4 separate regions of the Mus musculus genome follow, and all the other regions are linked to region 4. A link is a contact called in public HiCAR-type and promoter capture Hi-C data. All regions are on one chromosome and are shown on one strand. The core of a region is the stretch at or near the end of the contact, and the rest is flanking DNA. Distances in the headings are between cores, read along the strand shown.

Region 1 (3,035 bases), core at 389-2,888, 2.1 Mb after region 4:
CTGCAAACTCACACTCATTCAGTACCATGATTTGCCCCCTTTCCTGCACGGCTCCCAAGTCACACTCCAGGCCCCTCCCCTACTGCCAAGGCCACTTATCTGCCCACCTGACTCACCGGAACCTTTACATTTACAACCTACCTACCATCCACAGGCACTATATTATATATTTCCCATCTCCCTTGTTCTGCCAGGCCAAGGTCACAGGTCTATGAAGAAAGAATGTAAAGCGTGGGACTTGGGTTTCTTGGCCCTCGAGCCAGAATCTCTGCACTGAGGTGGAACAGATAAAGTTCTGAACATCATCCTGGCAAAGGCAGCAAGGGTACTGCAAGGCATTTGCATAGAACTATGGAAAGTAAAAACTAAATTAGAAGCACAAAGTATCCATGTGAATGCCAACTACAAATGCCAGATGTGAATATATGACAGTCTGAAAAAAAAAAAAAAACCCAAAATACCAAAAAAAACAAAACAAAACAAAAAAAACCCCAAAACCAAAACCAAAAAAAACACCAAAAACCAAACCAGGAACACAAAGTAGATTTACTGTTTTCTGAGCCCATGGGCCTGGACTTTCCTTCACCGGGCACTCTCACACTAGGAACATTTATTCTTGGGCCGAAGCTGCCTGCCACAGAAATTCTGATTAAGATTCACATTAAGCATTAAGGTGCTACAGTTCTCTCCTTCCTTGTTTTAGAGCACCTGCTGTCAATGGCAGCAGACTTCACTAGTGCATGTAAACTCGATGCTGGGGCAGCATACATTCAAATAAAAACCACAAACACGTTCATATCGATTACACGACTCGATTTTTCCTTTGGAAACCAGATACCGAAGTCACCTCCCACACGAAACAAACACCCCATCATCTGCTCCTGCTGGAGGTGAAGAACGGAGGGTAACTCAATCTGGGATCCTAACTGAGGTCTTAATCAATCACTGCTCAGACCCACTTTCGGACTAGGCAAACCTGAGGCTTTGTTAACCACTATCCACTAAAGATGCTCCTAACGAGACAAGGTGTTGGGAGAATTCCCACACAACCGGGTCACCTTTCAACGGCTCCCGTGAGTATCCCAGCACACACAGCTACACTCCAGAGGGGCAGTTTTCACTCGGTGTGCTGAGGCCATTTTTAATTGTACTGTAAACTCCCAGCGCCCAATTTTGCAAGTCTTCTTTGACCACCATCTGGGGACTTACCTTTCTCTCTGGCTTCTGAATTTCCGGCAAGATGACACAGAATGGCTTGATGACTTCCAGAAATTTGACTTTGATGGAAGAAACAGAAAGAGAAGGAGTTAGGTACGGAGTAACTTGAGGGCACCTGAGGGAGCCCGGCACGATGAGAGCCGGGCGTGGGCGTGCGGGGACCCAGAAGGCTCGGTCTAGGGGCGCGGGAACGAGTCCCCCAGGCAGGCCGCGTTCCGCCAGGATCGGGAAGCACGGCGGGCGAGCGCCCAAACGGGGAAAGGCGACGCATCCTGGCTGCGCCGGGGTGGCCCCCAGGAAACTCACTCGCCATGGCGGCGGCTGATCCGACTACACGCCCGGCCCCGACTGCGCTCCACTTCGAGTGAGGAGGCGCTGCTAGCTCCGGAGCGCGCTTCCTCGACCGAGAGACACGTCAGTGATAGCCCGGCGGCGAGCGGCGCGGCGAGGCGGGGCCGGGGATGGGCCACCGGCCGCTTCCGCTTCCTGCCACGCGCGCCCGCCGCGCCGCCTGCGCCAAGACCACAACTCCCGGCATGCAGCAGGAGCAGAGAGGCTGTCGGGAAGACGACTGTCGGGCCACACCGGAACTGGGCGTGTGCAGCTGCGCAGACTCTCCCGGAAGTGAGGGCCAAATCAGCCCTTGTTACTAGTGGACGCTTCGTGGTGGTGTTGGCCCTACGAAGCAGGCGATTCGGCTTTCCGTGTCGGTGGCCCTCAGTACCAGTGATAGCATGTCGCGACCCAGTAGGCCTCAGCTGCTGCTCGTCACGCACGACAGAGCAGCAGTGTGCTGAATCCTACCCTGCATGGCTTACCCTACCCTACAATACCCTCCTGGGTGCTGTAGGCTGCCTCCAAGGATGTCTGAGCTCATGCATTTGAGGACGTTCGGCAAAGGCCGGGTCTGGCGGCTCTGGGTGGGCTTTGGCGCAGCGCATTCCAAGAAGGCCTTTGGAACTGGAGAGTTAGGAGAGATGAAGAAACCGAGCCAAGCCTTGCAGCCCCATATCTTCAGGGAAAAGAATACATCTGGGCTGGAGGAAAGGGTGTGCGAAGGGGACTGGGCAAGGTGGGGCAACATGAAACTTACTCTTTAGTGGGATCTCTGATCTCAGTGCTGTGTGCTGTCTGAAATCGACTTCTTGCTGTGCACCCTGAGTGCTGAGTTTCATGCAGCCAAGTCCTGACTTCAACGGAGAGGTTTGCTGTGGCCACGTCCTTAGAAACATTCTAGACAGCCAGCCCCATGTCATTGATAGGACATTTATATTTAATTTGGCATTAAGTTGCATGTGCGTACACAAATATAGATGGGTTTAGGGGAAAGCACTAAGTCAATATACTTAGCACAATGTGAGGTTTTTGTTTTCGATTCTTTAAGCTAGGTCTCTAGGTAGCCCTCGATACCACTATGTAGACTAGGCTGGCTTCAGATTCACAGAGATCCCACCTGACTGCTCTGAGTGCTGGGACTAGCCGTGCATGTGCCACCACAGCAGGCCACAATGTGAGGTTTTTGAAACAGAGGTGCAGTGTTTTTGCATGTACACATTTTAAAGATTTAATTATTAAATATTAGAGACAGATGCCTAAAGAGACAATAAAATCTAAATGAAGTTTTGATTAAGTATTTCTTTGAGATTTATTTTTATTGTTTCTGTGCTCACGTAAGTATGATAACAGGTGCCCTTTGAAGGTAGAAGAGGGAGCCACCTGTCATGGGTATTGAGAACTGAACTCAGGTCCTCTGGAAGAAAAGCAAGCGATCTTAACCGCTGAGCCATCTCTCTGAACCCCTGACAATGGTATTTTAA
Region 2 (3,335 bases), core at 396-2,895, 2.6 Mb before region 4:
AGGAAGCACAAGCTACCATCTTCTAAATTTCCAAACAAGTGATCACTAAGCACAGATTTATCAAAGACATGGTAGGTACATTTGATTTTCAAATGCAGACTTACAACAGTTTACTATAGTGACCAACTCAGAGATCGTACTATAGTGACCAACTCAGAGATCGTATTTTACCCATGACTTAGACAACTGCTATAATTGACAAAAATCACAACAGTTTTAAGATTCCGCTCTTTCCAGTGTGAAAAATATGGCACAAACATAAGGCCTGCGAGGCAATGCTGTCACCTATGAGGAAAGACTGATTTTAATTTCCTCTAACAGACTTCTTTCTCTACTACGACAAAAATCTTACCACAGCAAAACACAAGGAACTATATACTGTTATGTGCTACAAATTGGATAAGAAAAATAGTAAAGTAAAGCTTACAAACTCCACAACAGTGAATCTGATGCTAAACTACGACTTAATTTTCCTTTTTGAAAACCAAGAAAAACAATTCCAGATATAAAGCCAAGAAAATGACAACATGAGAACAATGCAATTTTGGATATGGATAGATATCTTATTCTTTCTCCCTTTCTGCCTAAAGTACTAGACGTATTCCAATACTCAATGTCCTCTGGCTTCCAAAATAAAACCCCTATTGTCTAATACTCCTCAACTTCTAAAATCTCAGTTAAAACTATGAGTGATAAGCTAATTTATTCGCAGTAAACGTCTGGCATATTTTTATTTGGGTTTGAGACAGTGTGGAAGGCCATCTAGAAACATATGGTTAGAACCACCACAGGAAGCCAAACACTGCCATACTATGAGGTATAAACAAATAAATTCTCTGTAAAGATAATGCTGAAGGTCGCCTCTGGGCTGTTGTAATTCTCTCAGAGGCTGTGTGTGATAATCACATATATCCCGTATCTTACGGACGTCCGGGATGACCAGGCCCTTCCTCATAGTGTAAATTAGTGCTCTAAGCTGGGTCAGAATCCCGTTCCATCCCGTTCCACGTAACAGATTTCAAATTGGTTGCTGCTGGCAAGCCTTTCCACCTGCATTTTCAGCAGTTTTGAGCAAAAGCACTTTATGAGGACAATGATTCTAGAAGAAGAGTGGGATTAGATGGCATTGAAGGGGAGGCAGAGAGAGTTTAAGCAAGCCCATTGCAGTTCCGAACCTTGCGGAGCCTGTGTTCAGCGTCGTCATCTGCCTCTCGCCTTCACCCTTCCAGGTGCCTACAAAAAGCAAAGTGAGAGGTGTTAGTTTCCGGGGGAAATGAGGCTGAAATCCTGAGGTTGAGAGTGAACGTCTCAGAAGGCGAGAGAGAGGAGGGGCGCCAGGAGGCGGCAGGTCATACGTAGCAAGGATGGTGAAAAGGGATGAGGTGAGAGGAGCTGGCCCGCGAGCGCCAGAGCGTCGGACGGCCTGGGCCCGGGCCGCGCTGGGAAGGGGCTGTGCGCGCTCCCGGGCAGCCCGCGGGTAGAGGGGCTGTGCGCAGTCCCGGGTGGCCAGACGATCCCAGCCCCGACGCCTCAACCCACCTGGCCGCGCGGACAACGCCGCCCCGAGGTCCGCACCACAGCACAGCGCCGCCTCCTAAGAGCGCGAGCCTCGGCGCACAAACGCTCGAGGTACCTCGGCCTCACACGCGCGTCTCGCCCCGCCCCCCAGCGCCATTCATTGGCTGCCGGACAACGCCCCGTCCATCTATTGGACAGCAGAGAATGCCGCTCACTTACCTGGTTTTGATTGGTCTAAATGTGAAACAATGCCCGCCCAGCTCTTTCAGAAGTTCCAGTTTTTGATTGGTCTTAGCGTCTGTCCATTCGCTCCGCCCTCGATGGAGACTCCCAGCTCTGATTGGCTGAAGAAGCATTGGTCACGCCTAGATTTCCAGGCCAAGGATGAATCACCTCCATGTTGGGGAGGAGCCAGAGTGCAAGGACTCCGGGTTTGTTTACAAAGGCTTCTGCTCCCGCTTCATCCATTGGCTAAGCTGGAAGCCTGTGTCACTTGTCTAGATCACTTTAGAAAAGGGAGTAGGATTCAGGGATTTCCTCATCTGTCCATTAGTTAGAGATGAGTTTTGAGAGCGGGAATTTGCTTCTGTGTTAAGTCGTGAGGTTAAAAATTAGGACTATTTGGGAGATTGGAAGAACAGAAAGGGTTGCTTCCACGTTTTTAGAAACAAATTTGACATTTTCAGTCCCAGCAGGCTCAAGATTGAGGCAGGAAAATCACAAATTCCTCAGGGCCAGCTTGAGCTCATATTGCGACCAAGTCTCAGAAAAACAAGACACACACTCACATTCACACACACACACACACACACACACACTTGTTCTGTCCTTTGGGTTTAAGATACCTTGTATTAGTTAGTTTTATGTGTCAACTTGACACAAGCTGGAGTTATCACAGAGAAAGGAGCTTCACTTGAGGAAATGCCTCCATGAGATCCGGCTGTAAGTCATTTTGTCAATTAGTGATCAGGGTGGGAGGACCTGTTGTGGGTGCTGCCATACCTAGGCTAGTAGTCCTGGGTTCTGTAAGAAAGCAAGCTGAGCAAGCCAGGGAAAGCAATCCAGTAAGTAACATCCCTCCATGACCTCTGCACCAGCTCCTGCTTGCTGACCTGCTTGAGTTCCAGTCCTGATTTCCTTTGGTGATGAACAGCAATGTGGAAGTGTAAGCTGAATAAACCCTTTCCTCCCCAATTTGCTTCTTGGCCATGATGTTTGTGCAGGAATACAAACCCTAACTAAAACAATATCCAAATTTTAAGTTATGTCCATAAAAAGAAGATAGGATATTGATGGCTGGAGTGGTGGATCAACAGTTAAGAGCATTTGCTGCTATTGCAGAAGACAGGTTCAGTTTTCAGCACCTCATGGTGGCTTACAACCACCAGTAACTCTAGCTCCAGGGAATTAGATGCCCTCTTCTGGCCTCCAGAGTACTGAATCCATATACATACTTGAAGTTAAAACACTCGTGCACATAAATCTTTTTATTAAAGTGGAATTAAAAATAAAAAAACTTCTCATACATCTGTCTTCTCCTACCCACTGTGCTAATTACAATCACAACACAAAATATAGGTTTAGTAAACAAGTAGTTATATAATGAAAATATGTAGATAAATTCACTGTCTAACATTAACTTTTTCCTCCTCCCTCCTAAAGGAATATTCTCCCATAATTGGTCCTTTAGGTACTCCAGGTCTATCACCCACTGTTTTTCTCAATGAATCTACTTTGTTTGTTTGTTTGTTTGTTTTCGAGACAGGGTTTCTCTGTGTAGCTCTGGCTGTCCTGGAACTCACTTTGTAGACCAGGCT
Region 3 (2,914 bases), core at 68-2,567, 3.0 Mb before region 4:
GGGAACACTGCCTTCCCAGTCTCCCAGACACCAAGTGGCACAGAATAACAGCAGACACCCGCTGGCTTCCCAGCCATGATGTTGCATCAGCCCCCACCCTACCCAAAATATCCTCACCCCCACCACCTCCTCTCCTCTCTTCAGCCATCTCCATGGTGACAGCAGCATGACTAATGACACCCTATCAGCTTCAGACTCAGGAGTGCAATTCTCCCTCCCCCTTACTGTCTTTCACCCCCACTTCCCCGAGACAACGCACCCCGGGGATTTCTGCAGATTGGAAGCAAACCAACAGTGCCAGGGCCATTCTCCAGAGATTTCCAGAGGCAGGGGTGGGAAGTGGGTTGTACGTCTTTAAAACACACACACACACACACACACACACACACACACACACACACACGCACATGCGCACACACGCACAGCGCACACATATACATACAGTTCAACAAACCAAACGCCAAACCCCAACTGCACCCAAACCATCCAGCTGAGAAAGCAAAACGAATCCAAACAAAACCCACACAGGCCTGAGAATTCATTGGCCGCCCACACTCGCGCCGCCCCTCCCCCTCAGCTGCTGCTACACACACAGTGGGAGATTAAGGGATCACCAGAGGAGACCCTTTATTTTTATCCAATCCAGTCAAACACTTCACCCCCACCGTGCAAGCCCACGTATACACACACGCACACATACACACACGCACACATACACAAGGGCAAGCGCGCACGCACTCACGTACACACACACACACACACACAAACACGCAGGGTACCTTGACAGTCGCCCCTTGTGCCCAGGGCCCCGTTCCTTCACGAGCATTTATTTCCACCTGCAAAAGAAGCCAAAGACACTGGTGAGGCAGGCCGGTAGCAGGCAAGGAGCAGAGCAGTCCAGCACAGGCCCCAGCACACTGGAGGGGAAGGGCCCGGAGAAGAAAGGCTGGACGGGACCATCTTCCTGCTCCAGCTGCCTCCCCAGCACTGTTGGGCCCCTGCGCCTTCCAGTGTTTTGTTTTCCTGCTTCGGTTCTCCGGCCTCTGGAGATCCCCGGGACCCGCTCGCGGCCTGCACACGGCCTCCCCTCCCTTCCAGGCCCAGCGCTCTACCTCGGCCGGCCTCCACTACTGCATCGGCCGCCGCCGGGCCTCCCATTATCCCCGCCGAGGGAGCGCACCGAGGGAGGCACTGCAGAGGCGGCGGCCAGCTGCCGGCTGCTCCCGCCCCGCCAGGCTGGTGTGCAAGGGGGCGGCGCGCGCGCCAGCCAATCCCGCGCCCGGCCCTCCCCGCCAAGGACCTGCCCAGCAGCCAGGCAGGGGCCTTGGTGGAGGGAGCCATCGCCACAAGGGCTGCTTCCCAGGCAGGCCGGGGATCCCGGGGCACCCTCCTACCCCTGGCAACATACACAAGACGTCCCCTGCAGTTCTAGCGGGTGCAACTGGAGTACGGCGAAGGGGTGGGGAGCGGCAGTATGTGGGTATCCCATACCGGCCACTCTCAGCCAGAGCAGAGCTGGAGCTCTGGTTCTCCAAGGAGAATCCAGGGCAGCAGAAGCCTCACATCCATCCCCCAACCCCGCCCCCCGCTTTGCAGACTGCAGATGAGTGGAGTAACTTACCGAAGGTGACACCGCTAGAACACAGCATAGCTCAAACTCCAAGCCAGGTCAGTCCTCCCTGAAGACCATATCCTTCGCCATTCTATAGTTCTACTCCCCTGCCCTCTTACACCCCACTCGGAAAACTGGCTATAGCCCATATAACCTGTGCTTCCCCAAGTCCGCTATGCCCTCTCCGGCATAGCCTTACAACCGAACAGTACTGAAATGCAATTTTCTTAAACAAGTTTCTCTTCTGGAGAAGATCCACCAGATGACCCGTCCAAAAAAACGCCCTGGGCTCCCCGCCCTTAAGAGTTTCCTTCTAGTTCTCTAACTATAGGCATACCAAGGGTTCGGTGACCAGGAGACCATGGTGGGGGGCGGGGGGGGGGGATAGCAAGGTCCTAGCAATTCACCTTCTGGGATTCAATACCCAGGCATCCTCTTTTGTCCCATCCCCCTCTCGGAAGGGGAACATCCAGGCTTCTACCTCACTTTGGTACCCACATATCCCATTCCTAGCCTGTGGTAACTTACCTCTCTTAGCCTCTCTCTGCTCAACTGAAGAATGGAACCAGCAGCCATTTCATGCAGCTGTGAGGGCCTGAGAAGGCACAGAGCCACTGCCTGACACAAGGTAGGTGCTGCTGGCTTCCAGCACTCTACATCTCTGCCAGAGCTCAGGGTGCCTTCTCATTCTCACGGATGAGTAAGCTGAGGCCTGAGAGAAGTGACTCACAGATGAGCACCCCTGCTCCAGTGACTCGTTCTATTACCCATTCCACCCCAAATGCAGAATTGTGCCCCACCCCAGGGCCCCCAGGGGGTGTTCAGAATCAGATAAGTTCTTTAGGAGCGGGCCAAGCCTGCTTCTGGTATATGGAGGCTTCAGGGCCCACACCTGTCTCCCCTTTGGCACAAGAGGCAGTCCTACTGGGTCCCTCCCAGAGCAGACAAGATAAAGGGACAATGTCCTAAATCATGACTTGATGTGACAAACTGCATGTTTGTCTTTTAACTCACTCCTGACCAGCCTACATGAATCCCCTTCCTTCTCCTGGTTCCCTAAAGCCCTGTGCTATTAAGCCCTGTGCATATGCACCCCACACAGAGAGACAGTGTGGACAATATCAATACTGCCTCTTCTATGGCAGTCACAGTGCTTCAGGCCCCCCCCCCCCCGCTACATACCAAGCCCTGTGCCAACCATGCTGTAGGTTCATCTCATTTTTCTCTACACACAGCTTGTTTTCAGGAGAGGGATATGGAGAGTATTGGAGGATAATGAACAATTTGCCCTAGAAAATTAGT
Region 4 (2,936 bases), core at 50-2,549:
AGGACACCCAAGTTGGCTGGTTCTGAAGACAGGGAGGTGAGGATCACAAGGTCTTTCATGAACCACTGCACACTTAATGAGAAAGGAGAGAAACAGCATCCAGAAAGATGTTGTCTGCATGTCTCTCTATTGGAGGGCTTGACATTGAACTATAGAACAAAGGAGAAACACTTCCCAATGCCAGGCAAAGAAATGAGGGTTGATGCTCTCTGGTCACCACTTGAGGCAGTTGCTAGGAACTAACTAGCCATGTGATCCAGGTATAAATATGAATGCTTTTGAACTTAACAGCAAATAAAAATTGTGGCGAGAGGAAACATCTCTTTTTTTAGTTCCTTCAGTTTCTGAAACAATATTAGAAAAATCTGATCCCAGAAAAGGGCCACTGTAACGGAGAAAAGTAAAATTTGGCTAGAGCAAAGCAATTGTGCCTACAGCGCACCACCAGTAGGTGTCCAAGCTATGGGAACACACCGGCCTCACCTAAGGCACCATAGCTTTCCGAGTGTTTCTGAAGTGCGGTGGTGGCACATGTCTTTAATCCCAACACATTGGAGGGAAGAGGCCCGCGGATCTATGTTCGAGACCAGCCTGATCTACAGAAAGAGTTCCAGGAAACACAATATTGGTGCCGGGGATTTACGATTCTGAAGAACAAATATACATAAAGTCTATTTCGGCTCTTTCCAAGGGGGGAGTCGTTCAATAATGTGTAAGAGCGAAGCGAGAGAAAACCATACAAGCTCAGGCGAGCTCTGCTTCCGATTCCAGTAAAACTGTTTTCAGCACAGAATTGTTCAGGTTCGATGTACTAGGGACCACCGGGAAGCCCTTGCTGGTGTGTTCTGTACGTTTAGGTAAAGCCACAAAGTGTCAGCACCCTGAGCCTTCTCTGTAGTTTTCCAAAAGAGAGCACTCCCCTGAAATACTACAAATCCCATGGTGCCACTTCAGCGGAGGTGAGCGGGCCCTTGGCGCACGTGGGCTGATCTGACCAATAACGACCGTCGTTACAAGCAAACAGTTTGGACGTGTTTGTAAAAGTCCGTTTGTAAAAGGAGAAGAGACGCGGCGAGGGTCGTCACCAACGAGATTCCTAGAGTTGCGAGGCAGGTAAGGGGGCAAAGTGGGAGAGGCCAAGCACCGGCGGAGCACGGCTTAGGGTGGGAACAGAGGCGGAAAAAGTGTTCGGGGAACTGCGTGTCGGACTGCTGACATTTTTGCTGGGCCCTCAGTTTGACGCCGCCGGAAGTGGGCGTTTTGCGCAGGATGCCGGGAAGCGGGTCGCATGGGAAGTGCGTTTTCCAGCCGGCCGTTCCCGGAAGCTGAGCTTAGGCGCGCTCCCCTAAACAACACCGAGGAATTGTGGCCCGGACTCTGTTATTTGACAGTGACCGGGCTGATTCTACAATCAGTAAAGGTCTGCGAGCTGTGACGTCTCGATCCAACCAGACAGTTTTATTCCTAAAATGGGTAAATAGCGCCTCCACAGGATCCCTTGTGTGAATGCATGCACTCGAATACTTCTTTCTTACTTGGGGCGGTGTTCACGTGCCCAAAACAGCGTCCCCACACCGACCAGCTCAGCGGCCGCATGGGACAGGGGGCAGCCTACCGCGCCTCGGGTTCCCTCAGCCAGCGCCAGGCGCTGCTCACCCTCTTGCTGAGAAGAGACAATCATCGGGAGACCCTTCAGGTTTCCAGCGGAGCTCCTTCACAAGTCGCGTTCCTTGTGTATCCTTTTTTAAGACAGAGTCTGCAAGCCGGGCGTGGTGGCGCAGCCTGTCATCCCAGCACTCGGGAGGCGAAGGCAAGAAGATCTCAAATTCCAGGACAGCTAGGCTACATAACAGACCTTGTCTCAAAAAGAAAAGAACAAACTGGGTATGGTGACGAGCTCCTTTAATACCAGAACTCTACAGGCAGAGACTGGCGAGTCTCTGAGTTCGAGGCTTCCCCGGTCCATCCCAGGACAGCCAGAGCGATACAAAGAAATCCTGCCCCCTACCTCCCGCCCCACCACACCCCAAAAAAGGAAAATAAGAAAAAAACTCTGTAATAATTCGTAGTGATACATGTTTTCAAATTCGAATAGTAAAAAAAATGAGATTAAACCTCCATTTCTCGGGTCTCAAATTACTGCTGAGGAAATAGACAACTATGCTGTGTCCTTAAAGTCTTTTCTAAAAAAAGATTTTTGTGTATGCATGTGTGTATATCCAGTGTGTCAAAGGAGTTGGACTTCCCAGAATTAAGAGTTTTAGGCAGATGAGCCCTGATGTTACTGCTTGGAACCAAACTTGGGCCCTCTAAAAGAGCAATACACACTTTTAACCACTAGCCATCTCTGCAGCCCCATTTTCCCCTTTCCTTTCCTTTCAAAACCAAGCATAGCATACACAAAGCACTAAGCTTTGTTACTGGTATACAGATCTCAACTGTTTTTAATGGCTTTACAGTCGCATCTTACTCAGCACACTGTACTTAGTTCTTTAATGGAAGTCCTTTTCCTATTCTGCAGGTACAAAATCTCATAGAGGGATATCTGTGATTTGGATGCCAGCCTGGTCCACATATTGAGTACAGCCAGGTGTACATAGTAAGACCCTATCTTCAAAAAAGAGGTGGGAGCTGGAAAGACCACCCAGTAGTTAAGAATACATACTGCTCTTGCAGAGGATCTGAGTTGAGTCCCCGGCACCCATGTCTAGTAGCTCACAAGCACCTGTAACTACAGTTCCAGACATATGCAGTGCAGCCTGTTGGCTATGGCTGCCTGTACTCATATGCACATAGCCTGACACAGGAAATAGGTTTCAGCCCCTTTGGAAACAGTTTTTCAGGTTCCGAAAATGTTAAGTGTACAAAGGAAATAGCTATGTTTACTATGATATTTACATTTATTGAAATATATGGCTCAACACTGTGGTCCATAC

Evidence for each region. Promoter capture Hi-C pulls out the DNA fragments that hold promoters and counts their contacts. HiCAR-type assays count read pairs that join an accessible place to other places.
Region 1: a contact with region 4 is called in a promoter capture Hi-C map of liver, with 5 times the contacts expected there. The contact joins the promoter of Sec61a1 here to the promoter of C87436 in region 4.
Region 2: a contact with region 4 is called in a HiCAR-type map of astrocytes, with 3 times the contacts expected there. The contact joins the promoter of Paip2b here to the promoter of C87436 in region 4. A contact is called at or near these places in 1 of 39 promoter capture datasets (liver) and 1 of 115 datasets of contacts at active chromatin or transcription factors (astrocytes).
Region 3: a contact with region 4 is called in a HiCAR-type map of astrocytes, with 3 times the contacts expected there. The contact joins the promoter of B230319C09Rik here to the promoter of C87436 in region 4. A contact is called at or near these places in 1 of 39 promoter capture datasets (cranial neural crest), 1 of 115 datasets of contacts at active chromatin or transcription factors (astrocytes) and 1 of 9 other capture datasets (liver).

What each region holds. Positions count from the first base shown.
Region 1 is chr6:88,517,162-88,520,196 of GRCm38.p6, forward strand. It overlaps Sec61a1 (Sec61 alpha 1 subunit (S. cerevisiae)), which reads right to left and starts at 1,639. Exons shown (of 12, transcript NM_016906.4): 1 at 1,525-1,639; 2 at 1,210-1,277. The coding sequence starts at 1,531.
Region 2 is chr6:83,830,096-83,833,430 of GRCm38.p6, forward strand. Paip2b (poly(A) binding protein interacting protein 2B) reads right to left here and starts at 1,646. Exons shown (of 5, transcript NM_146169.2): 1 at 1,540-1,646; 2 at 1,176-1,233. The coding sequence starts at 1,204.
Region 3 is chr6:83,440,438-83,443,351 of GRCm38.p6, forward strand. It overlaps B230319C09Rik (RIKEN cDNA B230319C09 gene), which reads left to right and starts at 1,318. Exons shown (of 3, transcript NR_028382.1): 1 at 1,318-1,668; 2 at 2,150-2,240. Tet3 (tet methylcytosine dioxygenase 3) reads right to left here. Exons shown (of 12, transcript NM_001347313.1): 3 at 780-836.
Region 4 is chr6:86,437,375-86,440,310 of GRCm38.p6, forward strand. C87436 (expressed sequence C87436) reads left to right here and starts at 1,300. Exons shown (of 10, transcript NM_001364557.1): 1 at 1,300-1,473.